Regions from separate parts of the Mus musculus genome. Here all the other regions are linked to region 3. A link is a contact called in public ChIA-PET data. All regions are on one chromosome and are shown on one strand. The core of a region is the stretch at or near the end of the contact, and the rest is flanking DNA. Distances in the headings are between cores, read along the strand shown. Region 1 overlaps Dgkd (diacylglycerol kinase, delta). Region 2 holds the start of Usp40 (ubiquitin specific peptidase 40). Region 3 overlaps Gigyf2 (GRB10 interacting GYF protein 2).

Region 1 (3,216 bases), core at 309-2,808, 560 kb before region 3:
TTGTCTTCCCAAGACTTCAGGGTGTTTTCAAAGGCCTGAGACATTAGAACACAGAGTCAGACTTCTTCCTGTGCCCTCTAGAGGGCGAGCACACCATCTGCCCACAGCAAGGTAAAAGCTATGTATGTTAGTTTAACTTTGTGCCTTTTAGAACATGTCTCACTATATAACCTTAACTGGTCTCCTGCCTCTAGATTATTGAGACTACAGGGCACACCACTATGTCAGCTAATCTCTGTATGGTGAAGAGAAATCCAAGAACAAAGATGAAACCCTTTTGCCTCTTTTATGAATGTACAGGTGAGCCCATGAGTAAGCCACTGGTAACCCAGACCCCACCAGGCCTCGATGGCAATTGCTCTTACCCTGTCTCTGGTCAATGTCTGCGCCCTGTTCTTGTGCACGATCCGAATGTACCCAGGTGGCTGGATCCAGGCTTCCCCATCCACCTGCACAGGCACGCCTTCATCCCCCAGGATGGAGATCTTCACTGTGCGACACTTAAACAGATGCCAGACTGTTATTCCCGTGCCAGGAGATTTAAAGCACCCACAGGCCTTGCTGCTCTGAGTGTCTGCACTCCCACTCCTTACCCACAGCCATTTACTTGGCCTCCTTTTCTAGCCTCTGCTCTGTTGCCCCCTCTGCCCCTACTGTTCCCTCCCCACACATCTGGGATAGGTATAACCAGAAGATCTTGGGTACAGATACGGATATCAGGCTAAAGGGGTCAAAGAGTCATGGTCCTTGCCAGATGTAAACATCCCTGGGCAGAGCAAAATCTAACATCAGATGATAAAGCTTCTGCAACTCTTTACAAAAATGTGCACAAAAACAAAAAGGTAAACTTTAAACAGCTGAGTGTTGGGGACCAAGAGAATGCAGGAAGACCCAACAGATCTTATCAGCACTGCACTGTATGTACAGTTACTCCTTCCCTGCACCCCCAAAGTGGGTGGACCTGTACCAGCTCTTCAGTGCTGTCAGAATTAAAGCCAAGAGCCCTGACCTAACTGCCCTCTCTAGCTAACCTCAGAGCTGTCTGTCAAGCCCCGGTGGGCTTAGTCATCGCCACAGACAGATCCATGTCCAAGGTGCACTGCTTCTTGCAGCAGACCAGGCTCATCTGGGCCTTTTCTACCTCAGCAAGACTCAGAGCACTCAGTGGGAGAGGGAGGCAGAGTGGGGCTGCCTCTAAGGTCCTAGTTAGGCATCTCTCTTGGGTCTCTACTGTGAGCAAATCCAAGCATCCTAGGCCAAACCCTGCCTCTCCAAACAGGGATGAGTCCTAGAAGGGGGTGGGCTAGACCTATCGAACAGCATGGCCAGTACCTGGGCAATCCGATGATGCTGTAGCTTAATTACACGAGACACAGCCATCTGCATGCTGCCGAACACAGCAACCACCTCCAGAATCTTATCATCGAATGATGGAGCTGCAAAAGTCTGAAAGGGCCAGCATGAAAGCTGTCTGCCTCACTTCCCCAAACGCGTCTCCCTCTTGCTCTGCTTCCTGTTCTGGGGGTTCTGGTGAGACAGACAAGCCCACACCCACACATGGTACAGTGATGGTGGTAAATGAAGTGCAGGGTTGGGTATCTGTTACCCAGAAGCCCAATGCCTGAGACTAGCCCTCAAACGTGCTATTTATTAGACATGAGCCCTCAGGCAAGTTAGTCATGTCCTCCGTCCTTCAGAGGGAGATGACACTGCTTGCTCCTTAGGAGGGGGAGGTATATAAAATGAACGTGCAAACAGGTTCCAGGTACTTAGAACAGTGGCCTACAAATAAGTCTGCAGTAAGTGCCAAGCTGGCTTTTTAATTACATGCAAACCTTGGTTAAAGCCCGTCAATATCTTCCTATGTTCTTGACATAAACTCCAGACTCCTGCCTTTGGCTTCTACTGCCTCATACAATGCAGGCCCTACAGGCATCTCCCTCCTCCATGCACATATTCCACACTGCACTTGGGGAACTGTTCTCTATATACTTTGCCCCTTCTTGCTTCTGAGCTTCCACATCTCCTTTCTTCTGCCAAAACAGGATACTCTCCATCTAGTGCCTGCCAATTCGGACAATTTAAGTTCTCCTTCAAGTCTCAGCTGCTTCTCACTTGATCTTGTGCTAGACCTGCCTTCTAGACACCAGGCCGATTGGTGAGGGAACCTGTCTATCTGGTCCTCCACCATGCCCACTGTTAGGACCAAGGAGATATCCCATCTAGTCATGCCTCACTGACCTTGCTAAGCCCAGCCCACCCACCTCAAACCCCATACGTACATCATCTTCCTTGGTGCCCCCCCAGAAGTTGGTCCCTCCAGCATAGCTGGGAATGTTGAGGACAGCAATTCCTTGAAGACTCGGGAGGGGAATAGGGCGGCCATCACACTGCGCCGCAGAAAGGCAGATGGAGAGAAAAGAGCAGTACTCAGTATGTGCCAGTTCTTCCTAGCACCAATTTAATATGCTGGGCCTGTGGCAAGGCAAGGCTCCTCAGGGACGATCAGGCAAGGCTCAGTAGAACTCATCTCTAACCAAGGTTGGGAGGTCACCCACCAGGCCAGGAGGCTACCACTCACCTCCAGCAGGACCTTTTGTTCCAGGTTCCTGTAGGTTCTGTGCAGCAGCTCTTTGGTGCCAAGGACACCATACCACATCATGTTCTTAGTCCTACTCCTAGAAACAGAAGTGCCACCTTGGACAGGGCTCTCTTACAATAACCTGAGTTACTGTTATGAAGCCTGGGGACTTGTGCGACCTCAAAAGGCAGCCTGGTTTCTAATTGAGCTAGATTTAAACCCCAGATACCCAGCAAGGGACAGAAGTCGCTTGTCTGCCACACTTCTAGACACCAGGGTCCTGATATGAGGCCTTAGCTCTCCATAATTATGTGACCATCAACCTGACCCATAGATCACATAGCCTCAAGACAGAGCTCCATTTAAATGAGGTACCTAAAGGCCTGAGGGGCTTAGCCAATCAAGCTCTCCTTCCCAGATACTCCTCCCTGCAAAAGGTATTTAACCTTAGGCCCACCCTGAGAAAGTTTCACTGGTCACAACTCTCCACCATAACAATAAATGCTTTAAAACCATGGACTGCCTCTTCTCACTGGGACCTGCTGTGGGGAACAATGGAGCAGGTCTTCCTCTAAAGAGCCATGCCTAATCTAATGCAGGAAGCCTCTCTACATTTTCAGACACACAGCCAACCT
Region 2 (3,251 bases), core at 700-3,199, 630 kb before region 3:
GAATTCCTGATCTTTCCAAGACTTTTATCATGAATGGGTGTTGGATTTTGTCAAATGCTTTCTCCACATCTAACGAGATGATCATGTGGTTTTTGTCTTTGTGTTGTTTATATAGTGGATTACGTTGATGGATTTCCGTATATTAAACCATCCCTGCATCCCTGGAATGAAACCTACTTGGTCAGGATGGATGATTGTTTTGATGTGTTCTTGGATATTGCCTCATTGTGTAAGAGAAATCAAAAGGATGGGATGAACTACAGTTTTAACTACAAAGGAACAGAAAATAAAGTGGGTCAGACAAATGTAGACAAGACTGTCTATGGAGAGACCTAAAGTGTGAGAAATGGGGGTGGGTGGGAGGGATTGGACAGTTGAGTGCCCAGAATTAGAGAAAGTACACAGAAAGTAAGCCAATCCAAGAGATAAGATAACTTTGGGGTATGGCCACTTGCAGTAAGTTGACCCCAGAGAGAGAAGGAGAACGTAGACAGGTGGTAGAATGGAACTATGAGTCAGAACATAACAAAGAGGCCAGGCTGTCCTAGGTTGCTTTCTATTGCAGTGATGAACACCACCAGTAAAAGCAACGTGGGGAGAAAAGGGTTCATTTCAGACAGCTCACAGTTCATCACGAACTCAAGGCAGGGCAGCAACTCAAGGCAGGGACTAGAGGCAGAACCTGAAGTGGAGGCCATGGAGAAACCCTGCTCTCTGGCTTGTTCCCTCTGGGTCACTCAGTTTGTTTTTTATACAACCCAGGTCCACCTTCCCAAGGTTGGCACCACCCATAGTGGGCTGGGTCCTCCCACATTAATCATTCATCAAGAAAATGTCCCCACACTTGCCTCCAGGCCAATCTTATAGAGGTATTCTCTCAGCATCTGTTCCCTCTTTCCATGTGACCCTAGCTTGTGTCCCGTTTACAAACAAAACAAAATAAAGTACAAAAACAAACAACCTACCAAGAAAAAAAAAAAGTAATCAAAACCTAACTAACAAGCACATGGGTGTAAGGGGATATAGCTGCCCAGAGGGAAGCCACCTATGCCTGTGGATCTTGGCTTACAGTGTTGAGTTTTGGTCAGGGAATAAAAGTTTAAGGTATAGCTGTGATTTTTAAATAGGAGGATAAAGTACCATAAGACAGAAAGAGATATGGCCAGGAAAGCAAAGTGAAGGGGAGGTTGCTAAAAAGCAAAGTGGTCCTCCACCTGGAGTACTGAGAGCTGTGTACTCTCCCAGTCCATTTCCTGGCCCAGACCCCTTATTCCTAGCCAATGGTCATCTCCAGTCCTTTCCTCCCAACACTTCCTCAGCGTTCTAGCCACACCAGCCTCCCTCAAATGTTCCAAAGACAAATCCCTTGGACTGATGGTCACTTGGACTCTGCCACCCTCAACCCCCATCACCCTCCATCTTTATTCCTGTTCTCCATCTCTTAAACTCTCAGCTGAAATAAAAATTAGATTTCACCTGTTTCCTTCATTCACATCCTGATAGAGGTTGGAGGAGACGAGGGAGATACAAATGGGGTCTGTGCAAAGGATGGGAAGTAACCTATCCGAAGAGCTCCAGCAGGACAGACAGTTTTGTGTGCATACATGCTTGCATGGTTATATATAAACTACTTAAGGTGGATTGAAGGCGATGTAAGAAGGTTCACAGAACGTAGAGCATTTTCACAAGTTTTGTATCAGAGATATACTTTGAAGAGGAAAAACTGTTTTAAGGTTCTTTTGTTATCCTAGAGCAGAGACTATATAAATACATACTCCACTTAAATGGTGAAAGCTCTAACAGAATGTGGCTCCAACGCTTTTTGCAGGCAGCAATAAATACAAATTTTAACTTGTAAGCCGTCTGGAAAAAGAGCAGTATAACTACCCATAAATCTCCGCGTGGCGCGACGCACCCTGGGAAGTGTAGTCGCATCTGGGGTGGGGGTGGGTGGTTGGAAATCACTTTCCAGAGACACGGCCTCCTCGGCATGGCGGTGCCCGTTCGGAGCGAGTTCGTTTACTCTGTGCTGTGGCCGGGGCGGGGGTCTGGGCTATAGGCAGTAAGTGGGGCTGGGGAACTGGGCGCAGGGAGGGACGAGGGCAGCGTAGGGACGACGCCGGCGGCCTGGGGAGAGACGCCGGGCCTCTGCTGGCAGCGCGTCAGGGGTCGGGCCGCGGGGACGCGCGCCTGGTCGCGCTCCTGGGCGCTGGGCGGCTTGGTGGGCGGCAAGGCCTCTGGAGCGGCGTGACGGGAAGCCAGCCCGCGAGCTAGCTCGAGGCCTGCCTCGCGAGTTCCATTTCTTGAGCTTTTGTTCAGAGGACTGTGTTGGGAAGGAAGAAAACTGCATTTTGGCCATTCCTATCACTTAAGAGAGTGTTCTCAGCGTTTTACCCCAAATGTCCCTTCCCCACACAAGAAACAGAACAGATTCCCGCAGGTCCCCACTTCTGCAGTTGGATTCCTGGGTATGTTTTGGAAGGCCATTGGACTCCATGGCTCTAATGACCAGAGTTTTTCTTCCTCAAGGTACTTACTCCTGGCTCTCTAGTTTAGGGCCAAAGTGCTGAAACTACTGTCAAGATTAATGTGATAGGGTTAAGTCACTGAAACGCTGTGATCTGGTACTGTGTATGAAGGGATGGGGGAAGCTGAGATTTCATAATTGATGAAGGCTCCTCCCCTTCTCTCCCCCCCCCCCTCATTTAGTGATGTGGAATCCAAGAATAGTTATCGGTTCTTGTGGGTCAAGCCCTTTGTACTCAGTAACCTTTCTTTTGTCATGTGACTGGTTTAATTTACCTATGAAAAATACGCAGCCCCATTTTACATAGAAGTAAATGTTAGCTAAAATAACTTGTCCAGGATCACACAGGTTAATCAGGACCCCGTGTAGGTAGGAAAGACAAGTCAGGTCTCGCTTTCTCCAAAACACAAACTACTGTGTTTTCTGAAGAACGATTTAACAAAACAGCTACGCTCGAATAATAAGAGAAAATTGGGGGTGGAGGTACATTTAAAGAATGGAAACATTTATGTAACATATTTTCTTTAAAGGATAGCGTTTAGTTCCACCATGTTTGGGAACCTATTTGAAGAGGATTATTCCAGTGTGTCAAGTAGTCAGTATGGAAGAGGGAAGAAATTAAAGACTAAAGGTTTGGAGCCGCCTGCCCCTAGAGAATTCACCAATTTAAGTGGAATCAGAAATCAGGGTGGAACCTGTTACCTCAGCTCCCTTCTTCAGACGC
Region 3 (3,346 bases), core at 495-2,994:
CAACATAGATTTCCTATCATGATACTCCTTTCCTGCAGTCCCTTTAGCAGCAGATCTGCCAGTTAGTATTTAGAAAATATAGGAAAGCAATGATGAGAACAAAAATTCCACCTGGCCACCTACCAAACCTTAGCTCCCAATGACTAGAATATTATTATTTTACCTGGAAACATTACAGACCATGTTATATATACTACCTTGGCAATATTTTCCCACATTTGTGGTTCTGAGTACTAAACCTCAGGGTGCTGAGCAAGACAGCCACCACTGTTACAACCTTAACCCTTCTACCCTTATTTTGAGATCAAGGCTCATCCTTAACTGTAAGAATTATATATTATGTTTTATTGTACAGAAATTTCAGGAAAAGCAGAAAAGGGATAAGTTCTGTGTTTTCAAAATGTTCTTTCTTGAGGGAAGGCCAGGGGCTAGAGAGGAGACAACACTCCCACCCAACTTCTGTGATTCTCTAGGTCACACCATGCAGCCCATTTTGGTCTGGAACTCATGATTCTTCTGTCTTGGCCTCCCAAGTGTTAGGATCACAGGAACACGCAACCCTGTACCACTCATGAAAGGAACGCGGTGTGCTTTGTTTTGTTTGGAGTACTGAGGGCTGAACCTCCCTAGAGAGCTACCAATGGGTTAGAATCCTAGCCATTTTTTTCCATTTTTATTTTGAGTTCAGAAGTTTGCTAAATTGTGCAGGATAGCCAGTACTCCAGAATCTCCTTCCTCAGCCTGTCAAATAACTGGCACACAGGCAAGTCCTATAGAATACCACTAGGGTGAGTTTTATAGACCAGCAAATGCTTAATTACATTACAATCTCAACACTTTAGTTACCTTTCTTCCCAGCTCTGTGATCTATGCATTTCCCTGCCACCTCCTCGCCCAAACACACCCTCTACTTCATCAAAACTTCTTTGGTAGAAACCACATTCACCTCTACCTCTGCCTGAAAATAAGAAAACAGGGGGAGGGGAAATAGTTAGAAACCAACATCCAACAAGTATGTTCAACACTGAAGGTTAATCTCTATGAAGTTCTATCTCTCTGTACACTTCAAGACGGCCACATTTAAGTATTTAGCAAGACATAATGGCTCTGATAGAACTGAACTGGGGTATGAAAAAAATAAACCAACCACTCGTGAAGGAATCCCAGTCCTGAACAATACACAGCACCAACAGGAAACTCATCAGTGACGAGGTCCACAGTGGCGTCTACCAAGGCTAGTACACCATTATAAATTGAATGTTTTCATGGATTGTTTTCAATAACTACTGGGGAAATCTTACTATGGGGAACTTCTAGAGAGAAACTCTAGTAGGAAGTGTCAATCACGATAAAATTCCTTTATCCAATTCCAGAAAAAAGATAGCAGAAGTGAACTGAACAACTGTAGGACTGCGAACTATATTCTTACAGGATAAAAAGAATCCTTCACTGAGGTAAGGAAAATTAGCAACACTAAAGTCATTCCGCAGAGTAGTTGGAGTATAGGGACTTAAAAGCTTTGCAAATCAAATGTTAGCAGGCTTCTAATGAAGGCCATCTGGTTAACTATCAACCTGTGACTCTGCTCAGAATCTATCCCAGTAGAAACATTTTTACAGAGTCAAGTGGGGTGGAACATGCCTATAATCTCAGCATTTGGGGCTGAAACAGAGAACTGACAGCTCAAAGCCAGCTTGTGTTACATCAAGAATGACTCAAAAAGCCTAAGAAAGATGAAAAGGACCGAAAGGGAAAGAAGAAAAAAAGAACAAAAGGGAAGGAGAGGGAGGCACTCACAAGTATGTAAACCATCATGCAATGCATACAGTTTCAACCAGTGATAAGACTTACTATAACCACTCACTGTTCAACCACATTATAATGGAGTTGAAAACTCTGAAGTAACTAGAGACTTATTTGTGATGGTGCTGGTCTAAAGAAATCTACTGAACTGCCAGTCACTTAAAAACATGGCATATTTGCCAGCATGTAGTACACAGTATGTGATTGTGACAATGAAAAGTTATTTATTTGAGGATATATTATATTTTCAAGTGTACTTATTTTAAATTTACTATAAAACAATATCCCATTTATACCACAAGCAACAGCATATATCTTGTAATCATTGTCTTTTAACTGTATCTGGAGGCCAAACCAAGTAAATAACCTAAACCATATAAGCCTGTGTAAATTATAATGTTCATATATCAATGAAAATAAAATAACCTAATGAGGCTCGCGTCTTGTTAAATAAGGCATGACACATATTTGTATGAAAACGAACACTTGAATTTCAAAACACTAGAAACAACCTAATAATAGTTGGCTAAATAAATTCTGATGAAACATCCCAGAACAATACAAATCCACATAACTAAGGCACTAATGTTAACTCAGACCTGTGCTACTGAATGACAAAAGCATACTCAAGTGGGGGGGGGGGGTGATATTGTGATGTTGTCCATACTGCTGCACAGCTAAGAGTGACTGAGACACATGCAGATATGTATGTAGCACGCACTTTCAGCTTTGGACATTCTGTAGTTTACTCAATGAACATGTGAACAGTACTGACACAAATGAAGAAACTAGAGGAGGCATGGGAGTTTGGGGTGCATTTATAACAAAAAATACCTTAGCAGCTATCCCAAACTTAACTTCTCCCATAGATCAAAATGATCAGAAGAAAATGATAAAGCTTTATTTTGTGTATGGTGCTAGGTACCAAACAGAGCACAATGCAAATGCTAGGCAAAAGCTCTACCACAAAAAATACACCTCTAACCCGAAAATAATATATTCTGAATGAAACATCCAATGAAGCAAGTGAATTCAAGTACCCATGCACTTCATCATAACCTATCAGGAACTGACTCAGATTACAGGAATACTTCCATGACTCTTACAAAATACTGAAAAAAATTATATAATATATATTAGGATATTCTCTTGACTAGACTAGTATCCACTTTGTCTATAAAATAAAAGTGAAAACTACAGTTTAACTCTAACAATCACAAAGTTATCTTCCAGGTTCATTACTTTTAAGTCAACCTAAAGTCAACTTACAGTTTAAGTAGCTTTCTCCCTCTGCCCTACATTCAGAATATGTATACATTTTATTTAAAATCCTAAAATAATTTAATAGTAACTACTCTAACGCGAAAATATTCCTCCACAACAGTGACTTTAGGATAAGGAACAAATCCTCTCCTTTTTCAAGATTAATTTTGTCCAGACTAGATAGATGGTCCAGCAGTTAACTGAATGGACTGAGTTTGGCACCCAGTATCCACACCACGTGGCTACAACTGTTTAATTCCAACTACAGAGGATCCAGTAC

What was found. ChIA-PET counts read pairs in DNA pulled down with a chosen protein or histone mark.
Region 1: a contact with region 3 is called in an RNA polymerase II ChIA-PET map of memory CD8 T cells, with 15 read pairs. The contact joins two enhancer-like sites. A contact is called at or near these places in 1 of 115 datasets of contacts at active chromatin or transcription factors (memory CD8 T cells) and 2 of 9 other capture datasets (adipose tissue and liver).
Region 2: a contact with region 3 is called in an RNA polymerase II ChIA-PET map of memory CD8 T cells, with 8 read pairs. The contact joins the promoter of Usp40 here to the enhancer-like site in region 3. A contact is called at or near these places in 8 of 39 promoter capture datasets (the HPC-7 cell line, HPC-7-derived erythroid cells, cranial neural crest and 5 more), 3 of 115 datasets of contacts at active chromatin or transcription factors (astrocytes, large pre-B cells and memory CD8 T cells) and 2 of 9 other capture datasets (adipose tissue and macrophages).

The regions. Positions count from the first base shown.
Region 1 is chr1:87,933,568-87,936,783 of GRCm38.p6, reverse strand. It overlaps Dgkd (diacylglycerol kinase, delta), which reads right to left. Exons shown (of 30, transcript NM_177646.3): 20 at 2,582-2,678; 21 at 2,283-2,390; 22 at 1,333-1,446; 23 at 366-500; 24 at 1-35. Among named protein-coding and RNA genes, the nearest start is that of Usp40, 73 kb to the left of the region's middle. Within about 2 kb of position 1,558, at least 63 of the 459 cell types and tissues checked have an H3K27ac peak or open chromatin away from gene starts, as enhancers often do. A contact at or near this core is called in memory CD8 T cells, where this site is marked.
Region 2 is chr1:88,007,249-88,010,499 of GRCm38.p6, reverse strand. Usp40 (ubiquitin specific peptidase 40) reads left to right here and starts at 1,949. Exons shown (of 32, transcript NM_001198573.1): 1 at 1,949-2,062; 2 at 3,058-3,251. The coding sequence starts at 3,077.
Region 3 is chr1:87,376,584-87,379,929 of GRCm38.p6, reverse strand. Gigyf2 (GRB10 interacting GYF protein 2) reads right to left here. Exons shown (of 29, transcript NM_146112.4): 7 at 847-958. Among named protein-coding and RNA genes, the nearest start is that of Kcnj13, 16 kb to the left of the region's middle. Within about 2 kb of position 1,744, at least 15 of the 459 cell types and tissues checked have an H3K27ac peak or open chromatin away from gene starts, as enhancers often do. A contact at or near this core is called in memory CD8 T cells, where this site is marked.